2 separate regions of the Mus musculus genome follow, and region 1 is linked to region 2. Evidence: chromatin contacts called from public HiChIP or PLAC-seq data. All regions are on one chromosome and are shown on one strand. Each heading gives the region's core, a stretch centred on a gene start, on an enhancer-like site or on the middle of the called end of the contact. The rest is flanking DNA. Distances are from core to core; before and after follow the strand shown.

Region 1 (5,703 bases), core at 3,113-5,612, 280 kb before region 2:
ATGTGCAGACTTCTATAAGACAGTGATTTGTAAAAACCAGTAATATCCAAAGGATATTACTGTATTTATCATGCTATGGTCAGAATAGAAAAATATTTTCATTTTACTGGCTTTTAAAACTATAGCAAGTAAAAAAAAAATATGATTGTGTTTTGGTAAAGATTGAACAAGTTTTGCTTTTGGAACCACATAGAAGAAACTTAAACACATACATTTTATAATTTGAAAGTTATGAATTTGTTACTTAATAACTGCTGCAGAAGCTGGGTGATGGTGGTGCATACCTTTAATCTGAGCACTCAGGAGATAGGTGGGCAGATTATCTGTGAGTTCAAGGCCAGCCAAGTCTACAGAGCAAGTTTCAGGACAGCCAGGGCTACACAGAGAAACCCTGTCTCAAAAAACAAAAACAAACAACAAAAATAAATACCTCTTTATTATGATAAACAATTTAATCTTTAATTAAAAAGTACCTTCTAGGCAAATAAATGCTTGTACCTAGCACCAATTCTTTCCTTTGCTATTAATATCACCTAAAAAAAAAAAATCTCCTTTTCCTGGTGCTCTAGTCTCCACCAGAAACTTTTGTTCAACCTCTGCTGCACACTCATCCTCCCTCTATGACTTCTGACATGCACACATTCTTGTCTTCAGAGTTATCCGTGTGTGTGTGTGTGTGTGTGTGTGTGTGTGTGTGTGTGTGTGTGTGTGGTGTATATGCTGTGTGTGTGCTTCCTCTCTAACTGGAAGAATTGGCTTGCGGAAGGCAAGGCTACCTGACCAGCAGTATCAGCGAGTGACTCACCGAATTGAACCTTTGAATTAATTGTAATCTTTAAGCCAACAATCTAGTCCTCTATTTTAGGGTATCCTTACATTAATTTTTACCTAAAATGTTAGATTTCTTTTCTCTTCAGGTCCGTAAACTGCAGGAAAAAATTGAGAACTCAAGGATAAATGAATCTTCAGGTATCCATGGCAACCCTAAAGGATCTAAGAACTTAAAAACCAGCCCCCGGAAATGTGTGAGTGAAACCAGCTCTTTTCAGAGAGACAGAGGCTTTCAACCAGTGCAGGTCCACAGCCTGCAGTCGAAGCTGAGGCGCGATGACATCAAGTGGGAGCAGTGACCAAGGCAAACTGTCTGTCATCTAAATGAACCTCACCAGTGAGACCGCACGCCGTCTCCGTGGTTTTTATTTCATATGCTCTTAAGGAACCCTTGAATTATGTTTCTGACTGCTATAAAGTGTGAAGTCGTACATTTTCAGAATAATGGCTAATGACCTACCAGGGTTCCTGGCATCTAAATGACTGCTTTTCATTGTTGTTAACCAAAGGCCTTGACCTCATGAAGCTCTTTAGAAGCATCTGTTTTGCAGCTCCCATAAGGTAAATCCAAGAAGCTGTACTGAATGGATGGATGCTCACTGAAATCAAGGGAGTCTGACCTGTGGGTACTATTCCACAGTTTGATTTTTGCAGGCTGTCTGTCACCTGTAGATCCACACGGAATGAGCAGAATTCCAGACGTTTGTTTGGTGTCCCTGGAACTGCCACCTTCCCTTGTCTCAGCGGTGCTCATGCTTGCTCTGTTTGGAAAGGGAGGGCACAGTAATTGTGCAGTTTTGTGAAAATGACCTTAACTCAGCTCTGCTATGACAGCCACTAAATGAGATGCATAACTGATTAACCTTTGAAGACAGTTCTAATTCGTCTTCCTTCCTCTGCTACGCCCTGTCTCCTTTTAAACTCCAACAATTGATTTTATCTTATATGTTATATGTGATTTACATCCATATATGACAATGTAATAGATGTCTAGGACCCAAAAAGGTAATAGGATTCTATAAGACCACAGGAAAACATGAATTAGGTAAATGTGGTATCATCTTTTATACTTTAAAATTAGTGATGTCACAATGGATTTCTCTGTTGTATACACATGTTACATAATAAATTTATACTTTTTGCCTTTCTAAAAGCCTGTGGAAATATTCTGGGACAACTAGAAAATTGATGCCATCAATGGAAATAGAAACTAGAGCTGGGCATGGTGGTGCACGCCTTTAATCCCAGCGTTTGGGAGGCAGAGGCAGGCGAATATCTGAATTTGAGGCCAGCCTGGTCTACCGAATAAGTTCTAGAACAGCCAGGGCTACACAGAGAAACCCTGTCTTGAAACAAAAACAAAAACAAAAAAGAAAGAAAAAAAAGGAAAAAAAAAGAAATAGAAATTAGATAAAAAGCTGCTATAAAGGGAAAAGCTTGAAATTAGGTAGAGGTACAAGTAGTGGGCCAATTCCAAGGGGTCAATTGGAGTTGTGTATTTACCTAAATTTCACAGTGGTGGGAAGTATGCAGGCTAAGTATGTAAACACTGTAGATCAGGAGTCCAAAGAGCAGTTTCAAAAACTGTGACAAAACCAAAAAAGCAATTCTTTTCATTTTCTGAGAGCGTAGGCCAGGCTGGCCCCGAACTTACTATGCAACAATTGATCTTGAAGTGAACTTGTCCTGTCCACACTTCCACATGCTATAGTCATAGGTATGTACAGCCATGCCTGTTTATAAAAAGGACTTTTTTTTTTTTTTTTTTTACATATACATTTGAGACAGGGTCTCAGTAGGTAGCCCTGGCTGGCCTGGACCACATGGAGATCTACCTGCGGAGAGCTGGGATTAGGTTTGGGTCACCATGCCCTGCCTAGGAAAAGCAATTTTAAAGGACAATCTATTTCCCTAGGAAGTATCAAAAGGTGTGCAACATAAACAAAAGGTATGCGCAAGTGTGGACCTTCTGGAAAAAGGAACAAGTGTGACTCATCTTCATGGTGAGAAGCACCAGCTAGGAGCCCCAGCCACGGGTGGTTTGCTACAGGGGATTGTATTTAGAGCTGTTCGTAGCAGAGCGCAAGCCCCCAAACCCCAACCCTCTGGTTTAAGCAGTGGATCTACTGTAAGTGTCAGCCTCCTGGCCTTGGAAATGTCTGCAGTGAATTCTGTCCAAACTCCATCCTGTAATCTCTCCAGTTTCACTTTCCTCCACAGGAATATGAGCTCTGTCATTAAGGTTAGAAAGAAAGGGAAAAATCCCACCAGGGCCTTATCTCAGCCCTGAACACTTAGGAAAGGGTCTACACCTGCTCACTTACTAATAAAATCATTTTTGTGTGAAATAGATGGCTGGCTTTTAACTCAGTGGTAAAGGGTTTGACCTGGGCCAGACTCCCAGCTCAGGATAAAAACAAGGAAAATATATTGGGAAAACAAATTACCATACAAAAAGTGTAACCACTTATAACTATTTGAATGTTTCAAATAAGAATTGAGAATTGTCTCATAAAAGTATAAGATAGTTTGAAAAAAAAAACCACTTAAGATTTCAGAGTGAATATGAATAGACTTGGTTCAAAATCAGTCTTGTCTGCACAAGCCAAGAATTCCACAGAGCCTTGGGTTTCCCTGTAACATGAGGGTTCTACTAATCCTGCCTCACTAGGTTTCTGTGGGGGAGTACAGTGCCCAGCCAAGGGTCAGCAGTTAGGGAAAATTGTAAACCAGGGGTTCTCAGCCTTCCTAATGCCGTGGCCCCTTAGTTAAGTTCCTCATGTTATGGAGCCCCCAACCATAAAATGATTTCATTGCTACCTCATAACTAATTTTGCTACTGTTACAAATCATAATATAAATATCTCTGATATGCAGGATACCTGTTATGCAAACCCCGTGGAAGGGTCGCAGGAGGGGGTCGAGATCCACGGGTTGAGAATTACTGCAAAATGCTTTTGTTTATGTGCAGGGTGGAAAAAGTAAAAGATGAGTTCACATGGGCTAAAGCCAAAACTGTAGAAATCTCGGTAACTGAGTTGGAGTGTTCTAATTTGCTTACTTTCTTTGTGGAAATTGAAATTGCTTTTGCTTGTTTCGGATCCTAGGTTCCTAAAGGGAGAAAGACTATGGTGGAACCCTGTGGTGCAGAAACAACATGATCACACACAAGTTACTGCTGGAGTCTGTTTTGGTTGTTAGGGTGACATTTAGTTACTAGGAACCTGTGAAGAATGGTTTTGTCACTCCACAGTTACTAACGCAAACAAATCTGCCTCCACAGTTACCTGCTTGCCAAAGCCGCTGACTCTGGGTGGGCGGAGCCAAAGCTGTCTGTCCTGGGGGGGGGGGGGGGGGCGTTCTCTGGGCAGCTTCGGAGTTGCTGGGCAACTTCCTTGCTGGAACAGGAAGATTTCATTAATCTTTTCACTTCACTGAAAAAGAATTGTTTGGGTTCTCTTTAATTAGAAATTAGAAAGAGAGAGGGAGGGAGAGAGGAGGGGGCAGGGGAATCGGACCATTCTTGCCAAGGCAAGCCTCAACTTCCACGAAACTGTGAAGCCAGAGCAGTCCTGTGTTTGGAGCAGCAGGTATTGTGAGTCTTCTAATACTGGAGGGAGTTGGGCTCTAGAATTAACTGTACTGGAGCAGGTCACTGGCAGGGTGGTCATTTCTGCTTTGTTAGAGCTGGACTGGAGGGAAGTCAGCTTTGGGTGATGTAAGGTTGACGTGAGAGACACGCTACAGTAGACTATTCAGGATGGTGGCTTGAAAAACCCTGTGGGGTACCAGGGTAGGGACGGAACACCGCGGGCCTCATGCGTGCCTTGAATTCACGATCCTCCTGCCTCACCAAGTTTGTGCCACCATAGCCAGTTGATAAAGTAGTATTTTTAAGCCATAGCAAACTAAGATTAAACACAAGTTTGATTTTTTTCACAATGATTTATTATTTGTGGTTATGTGGATGTGGATGCCGTGTGTGTGTGTGAGTGCCCATGGAGGTCAGCGTATCAGATCTGGAGCTGAGGCAGTTCATGGGAGTGTCCCGGAGAGCTGCCCAAGCTCCTTACCCACTGAGCCATCTCACCAAAGACGCATGGGCGGGCAGATGCACGGCTGGAGTTATTGATGTGCCGTGAAGAACACCTGTTAGTGACTTCCTGAAGCGCTAGTGAGCGCTAACTGAAGCTGAGTCACTGAGCATTTCATAGATGTGACATATGGGTTAATGCCAGCTGGACCCTAGTCCTCTCCAAAAGAGCATCCAAGATGAAAGCTCTTCTTGGGCACCGCTGCATCTTTCTGTTAAAATGAGCTGAGGACGAATAAGAAACAATCACTTGCCCGAGAATGACTTACCGTGTAAATCAGTTAGCCCGACCAGTGCCCCCGAGGGTTGCTTGGATCCTGCCTGCTCGTCTCCAGGGAGCATTCCTCTTCCGGTGTCCTATCATACTTGATCAAGTGAGGAGAATTAGATGGAATCATTTCAGAGTAGTGGTTACGAAGCCTCTGATCTCCAGACACCCAACCTGGTGCCCTTTCAACTTACGACCCAGACTGTTGACCTGATCACGGACGGTCCTACGTTGTCACAGAGCTGCCTCAGAGCGTAAGAACAATAGAACAGCTTTCTTCTCTGCTGCTTTCTGCTAAAGTGGTTAAGTAGGCATTTACAAACCTCTCGGCATAGATAGTAATCATCACCGGGTGGGTGTGCAAACTGAGCACTCGAATTGCCTGTGACATTTAGTGTTTCTTGTATCAAACAGGAATTCGGTGAGTCTGTGTAAATAAGGAGACGACACCCAATAAGCCTGTGAAGGAAAGGGAAATCTAATTCCGTGGAAAGAAACTTTAGGCCACACA
Region 2 (5,576 bases), core at 1,296-3,795:
CAGACTGGTTGGATGCAATGCGCTGGACATCTCCCCAGTGCTGCAAGGTTAAACTCAGAGGGGTAGTTACGGTCTGTCCCATGATCTCGAAAACACTTAAAGACAGAAGAAAACTAACGAAGAACAAAAGAACAACAAACAAATCAGACGCGCGGCGCGGCTTCGGCGTAAAACCGAAAGCAAAAATTCAGACGGGGGCGGGAAGTGTCTCTGTTTCTCGTCCCCCAACAAAGCCACGTACAGTGGCGGAGCTCCAAAAAGTCCGACTCGGGTAGGTTAACTGATACAGAATGGGCCACAAAACGGGCCCCCGAGGCCGCTGGGACGTCTCCCAGGGGCTGCGGCCGGGAATACGAACTCGTCAGTTCTTCCGCGGAACCGCCAGATACAGATCTAGTTAGCTAACTAGTACAGACGCAGGCGCAAACATTGGATGCCGGCACAAACACGCACGAAGACAGAGACAGACACGAAACGACCGCTGGCCAGCTTACCTCCCGGCGGGGGGTCGGTGGTCCCTGGGCAGGGGTCTCCAAATCTCGGTGGGACCTCCAAATGAAAGACCCCCGACGTGGGTAGTCAATCAATCTGAGGAGACCCTCTCAAGGACCAGCGAGACCACGATTCGGATGCAAACAGCAAGAGGCTTTATTGGGAACACGGGTACCCGGGCGACGCAGTCTATCGGAGGACTGGCGCGCCGAGTGTGGAGTTTTTACCCTTTTTATAGGGCTGGGGCTGGGGAGCAAAAAGCGCGGTTACAGAAGCGAGAAGCGAGCTGGTTGGTTAGTTCGAATAAGGCTTGGGGTATTTCTCGGTCATTTGGGGAAACTGAGGTGGGACTTTTTAGTTCTAAACAATGTCTATTTTCAAGAAATGGGTATGGGAGGGGTACGAGGAGAGGGTCTAATGAAGGTTCAACAATGGGCACACACCTGGTCAGAACATTGGCAGACACACAGGTTCAAGGAGTGGCCAGAGCTCTGTGCACCTCTATTTTTCTAAATCAGTGAAGCTAGTTCTGCTAACACTGACGTCTGAGAGCCATCTGTTCTTGGCCCTGAGCCGGGGCCCAGGTGCTTGACCACCGATATTTGGCCCCTGTCCCGGTATTATTCAGCCTTAATCTTTAACTGTTAATCTTTAACTGAACTTTCTTGTAACTTTTGAGAACTTAGCTCTGGTACTTTTTCATGCCTTGCAAAATGGCGTTACTGCAGCTAGCTTGCTAAGCCTGATGGTGGGGTCTTTCACATCCTTCTCTCACCTCCCATCCTTTTTCATTTCCAGCCTCCCTTTCACGTACCCAGTTCATCCATGGCTGCTGGACAGCTACACAAACTGAGCCCACTTGGAATGACTTTGGGTCCTACACCTGGGTTCCTAGTTCCAGCCTTAAGTTCAGTGGGAATGAGTAGAATCCAAATTAGCAAACATAATCCCCAGACAAGTGATATGCAGAGGATATGGACTTGCTCGGGGGGAATGTGAGATGTTTCTTGGAGGTCCCTAAAATACTTGGAGCCAATCAGCATGGGCTGCTGCCCCTCAAAACCTGAAACTCAAAGGGGATGGAATATGCTGTTAGGCTTAATTGCTAAGGGATGCCAGTATACCCAACTGGCTGAAAAGACGGGCCGTGGAAATCTCGTTAGAAATGAAAAGGCCAGTAAATTGTAGTCTGGTGAGAAAATGGTAAATTACAAATATTAAAAAATTGGTTATGTGGGTGGGGTGGCCGGAGAGATGGCTCCAGGGTTAAGAGCACTGTCTGCTCTTCCAGAGGACTTGAATTAGATTCAGCGCCCATATGATGGCTAACATTCGTCTATAATTCCAGTTCCGGGGTATTGGCACTCTCAGACATATGTGCAGGCAAACCACCCAGGAAGAAAGAAAGGAAGGAAAGAAGGAAGCAAGGAAGGAAGGAAGGAAGGAAGGAAGAAAGAAAGAGAAAAAGAAAGAAAGAAAGAAAGAAAGAAAGAAAGAAAGAAAGAAAGAAAGAAAGAAAGGAAGAAAGAAAGAAAGAAGGCAAGCAAGCAAGCCAGGCGTGGTGGCGCACGCCTTTAATCCCAGCACTCGGGAGGCAGAGGCAGGCAGATTTCTGAGTTCGAGGCCAGCCTGGTCTACAAAGTGAGTTCCAGGACAGCCAGGGCTATATAGAGAAACCCTGTCTCAAAGAAAAAAAAAAGAGAGAGAGAGAGAGAGAGAGAGAGAGAGAGAGAGAGAGAGAGAGAAAGAAAAGAAAAGAAAGGGAGGGAGGGAGGAAGGGAGAGAGGGAGGGAGGGAGAGAGAAAGAGAGTGAGAGAGAGAGAAAGTGGGTGGTGCTTAAATCCCCAGAAAAAAAGTTTTTGTAGTCAACTCCCAGTCTTCTAATAGGGTTAGGGGAATTTTCTTTTTTCTTTTCTCTTCCTCTCTCCCCCCACCCCCACAACTCCCTCCCTCTTCCTCCTTTTTTTGAAGCAATGCTCCCTATAGCCTGGGCTGACTTTGAACTTGGACTGTTGTTATGTAGCCAAGGATGACCTTGACATTCCGATCCTCCTGCTTCCACTTTCCAGGGCTGGAATCTCGAGCATGTGAGGGGCTGGGGATGGAACCCGGCTTTCCTGCATGTGAGCTAAACATCTTCCAGCCAAGAGGCATCCTCAGCCCTGTATTCTAGCTTAGTTTTTATTTAAGAACTGTATATTAAATTTCTCTCTCTCTCTCTATCTCCCCCCCCCCTCTCTCTCTCTCACACACACACACACACACACACTCATTTTTAAAAAGATTTGTTATTTTTATTTACGGGTATGTGTGTTTATCTGTGCATGAGAACAGTACCCTCAGAGGCCAGAGACTCCCTGAAGCTGACATTCTAGGCACTGGTAAGCGGTGCTGCTAAGAGGCTGCTTTCTGGGCCCTCTCTATGCCCTACATTTTTAAACCATTTAACACTTTAGCTGTTTTATACAGCTGCTAAACATTTGTCCTTATTTTAAAAACACATTCGGGGGTGGGGGTGGGGGGCTGGAGAGATGGCTCAGTGGTTAAGTGCACTGACTGCTCTTCCAAGGTCCAGGCAAACTACATGGTGGCTCACAACCATCTGTAACGAAATCTGGCGCCCTCTTCTGGAGTGTCTGAAGTCAGCTCCAGTGTACTTACATGTAATAAATAAATAAATCTTTAAAAAATAAAATAAGATAAAAATGTATTCAGATCTAACAATTTTCCCCTCCCTTACACTCTTTTGACATATTTCATAAAAATCTGCATTTCCTCTTAGAACCCTAGTGACTTCTAGCTATAGAACCACATATTAAGCATATTTCAATCAGGGAAGAATGGGGGCAGCCTGTCAGTTACGACGGATTTTAGTTATTTTGTTGGGAAAATGACAGTGTCTTATGTTCAGAAAATATACAAACAATTTCTTATGTAAAAAGTATGACCAAGATTTCTATTAGTTTTGTCTCTTGAAGGTTTCTAATGTTTACTGGGTAATTTTCTTTAATAGAGACTAGCTTTCTACTGAAAATGTGAAAGGAAGGAATGAAGGAAGGAAGACAAGGCTAGGCATAGTAGGAAGACAAGGCTAGGCATAGTAGCACACACCTTTTTTTCCTTTTTAAAATTGACTTTAGGGCTGGTGAGATGGCTCAGTGGGTAAGAGCACCCGACTGCTCTTCCAAAGGTCCAGAGTTCAAATCCCAGCAACCACATGGTGGCTTACAACCATCCTTAACGAGATCTGACTCCCTCTTCTGGAGTGTCTGAAGACAGCTACAATGTACTTACAGTAAATAAATAAATCTTTAAAAAAAAAAACAAAACAATGAATTAAAAAAAAAAATTGACTTTAGGGCTGGGCAGTGGTGGCACACTCCTTTAATCCCAGCACTTAGGAGGCAGAGGCAGGCGGATTTCGAATTCAAGGCCAGCCTGGTCTACAGAGTAAGTTCCAGGACAGAGAAACCCTGTCTTGGAAAAAACAAAACAAAACAAAACAAAACAAACAAACAAATAAATAAAATTGACTTTACATCCTTATCGATGCCCCCATCCTGGTCCCCTCTCAAGGCCCCTCCCCCTCCTCTTCTCCTCTGATCTTCTGAGAGGGAGGAGGTATGTCCCACCCTGGCACACAAGTCTCTGCAGGGCTAGGAGTGGCACACATATTTAATCTCACACTGGGGAGGCAGAGGCAGGTGGAGTTCTGTGAGTTCCAGGCCAGCCTGGTCTACCTAGTGAGTTCCAGGATGGCCTGGGCTGTGTGGAGAGACCCTGTCTCAACCTGGCCTCCCCATAAAAGAGAAAAAAAAAACAACAAAAAACAAAAGAAAATACATGTAGTACGTATTTTAATATCTCAAATGGAATGCCTATTTTGTGGGAGCATCAAATTTAGGGGGAAAAAAGGAATAAAGTTGAAAGCTGCATGAATACTCAGAGGGTGACCCTTCCTGGTTAGGCCTTTTGAGTCCATCTGAGGCCCAGGAACTACATACACAACATTAGGCAGGAGGGAAGTATACTTCAGAAAATGCAGGGTATTAATTCTGCTCTTCAATTCCCTCTGTCCCTTGGAGAGTTCTGGGATTTGGGTCTCTGTAACGTAAGCAAGCTACCCAGTAACTGGGTCTATGTTTTTCAAGGATAAAAATGTCTGTAGCTTATGGTCGAAGTCGATGGCTCTGAACTGAGGCTCCTTGTACTTCCGGGTCATCTTGGAACTGAGGTACGTTATGAGTTCGCATCTTTCCACAAACTGCTCCAGCTTCTTCTTATATTTTTTCCTTGAATATTCAGAACCCTTGGGATTGAATGCTGTAGAAAATGTCACAGAGTTGGGAATGTTTTCTGACAGGTGGTTAGTAAGCCATGCCAGAGGAGAACTTCACGTGTAAGGAGAGCACACCCAGCCAAGGGGGAGATGGTCCCATCCCACATAGGTTAGAGGGCTGTCTAGCTTAGGTCATCATTTTCTGGACTCGCTTTTCTCTATGGCATGGATTTTTGAGTGCTGACTCTAAGTTTTGTTTTTGAGAGAGGGCCTTACTAAGTTACTGGACTGAGCTAGAGTCGGCTCCGTAGCCTGGGCAGGCTTTGATCTTAGTAATCCTCCTCAGCCTCCTGCTGGCTTTTACAGACCTGCACCACTGGGTCCAGTGCATCGTCCTTGATTGAAAAACTCGGGATTTCAGTTTTGATATTTTCCTATAGATATTTACCCTGTATTTCATTTGCCCCCTCCCATGCAAGCAGACAATCAACCTCGTTTAACAACCCTGTCTACCACGTACGGTACAACAAGTGCGCAGCTTTTCTGAATGGGGCATCATTTCAGAAAGGCGTACCTTTGAGATGAAACGCTATGTAAAGGAGCACGGACCTCCTCACACTTAGGAAGGGGAGCTTGGGTTTCAGGTTCCCTGCCGCATTCATTGCCTTGATCAGGGAAGTTGCTGTCCCCTGCAGGTAAGAGACAATTTAAATCAGTGTATATCTGAGTTCAAGTTTGTTCTTAATGAAGACAGATCAAAGTCTTTTTCTTTTTATCAAATAGCCTTCCTGGGATGGGGATGATT

What was found. HiChIP or PLAC-seq counts read pairs in DNA pulled down with a chosen protein or histone mark.
Region 1: a contact with region 2 is called in an H3K27ac HiChIP or PLAC-seq map of embryonic stem cells, with 5 read pairs. The contact joins the promoter of Ccdc162 here to the enhancer-like site in region 2. A contact is called at or near these places in 10 of 39 promoter capture datasets (the 3T3-L1 cell line, the HPC-7 cell line, embryonic stem cells and 5 more), 2 of 484 Hi-C or Micro-C datasets (CD8 T cells and trophoblast stem cells), 1 of 115 datasets of contacts at active chromatin or transcription factors (embryonic stem cells) and 4 of 9 other capture datasets (adipose tissue, embryonic stem cells, liver and 1 more).

Annotation. Positions count from the first base shown.
Region 1 is chr10:41,715,122-41,720,824 of GRCm38.p6, reverse strand. Ccdc162 (coiled-coil domain containing 162) reads left to right here and starts at 4,362. Exons shown (of 48, transcript NM_001358562.1): 1 at 4,362-4,421. It overlaps Cep57l1 (centrosomal protein 57-like 1), which reads left to right. Exons shown (of 11, transcript NM_001243074.1): 11 at 918-1,985. The coding sequence ends at 1,130.
Region 2 is chr10:41,432,325-41,437,900 of GRCm38.p6, reverse strand. Ak9 (adenylate kinase 9) reads right to left here. Exons shown (of 40, transcript NM_001370813.1): 39 at 5,346-5,460; 40 at 4,333-4,815. The coding sequence ends at 4,613. Among named protein-coding and RNA genes, the nearest start is that of Zbtb24, 15 kb to the left of the region's middle. Within about 2 kb of position 2,545, at least 8 of the 459 cell types and tissues checked have an H3K27ac peak or open chromatin away from gene starts, as enhancers often do. A contact at or near this core is called in embryonic stem cells, where this site is marked.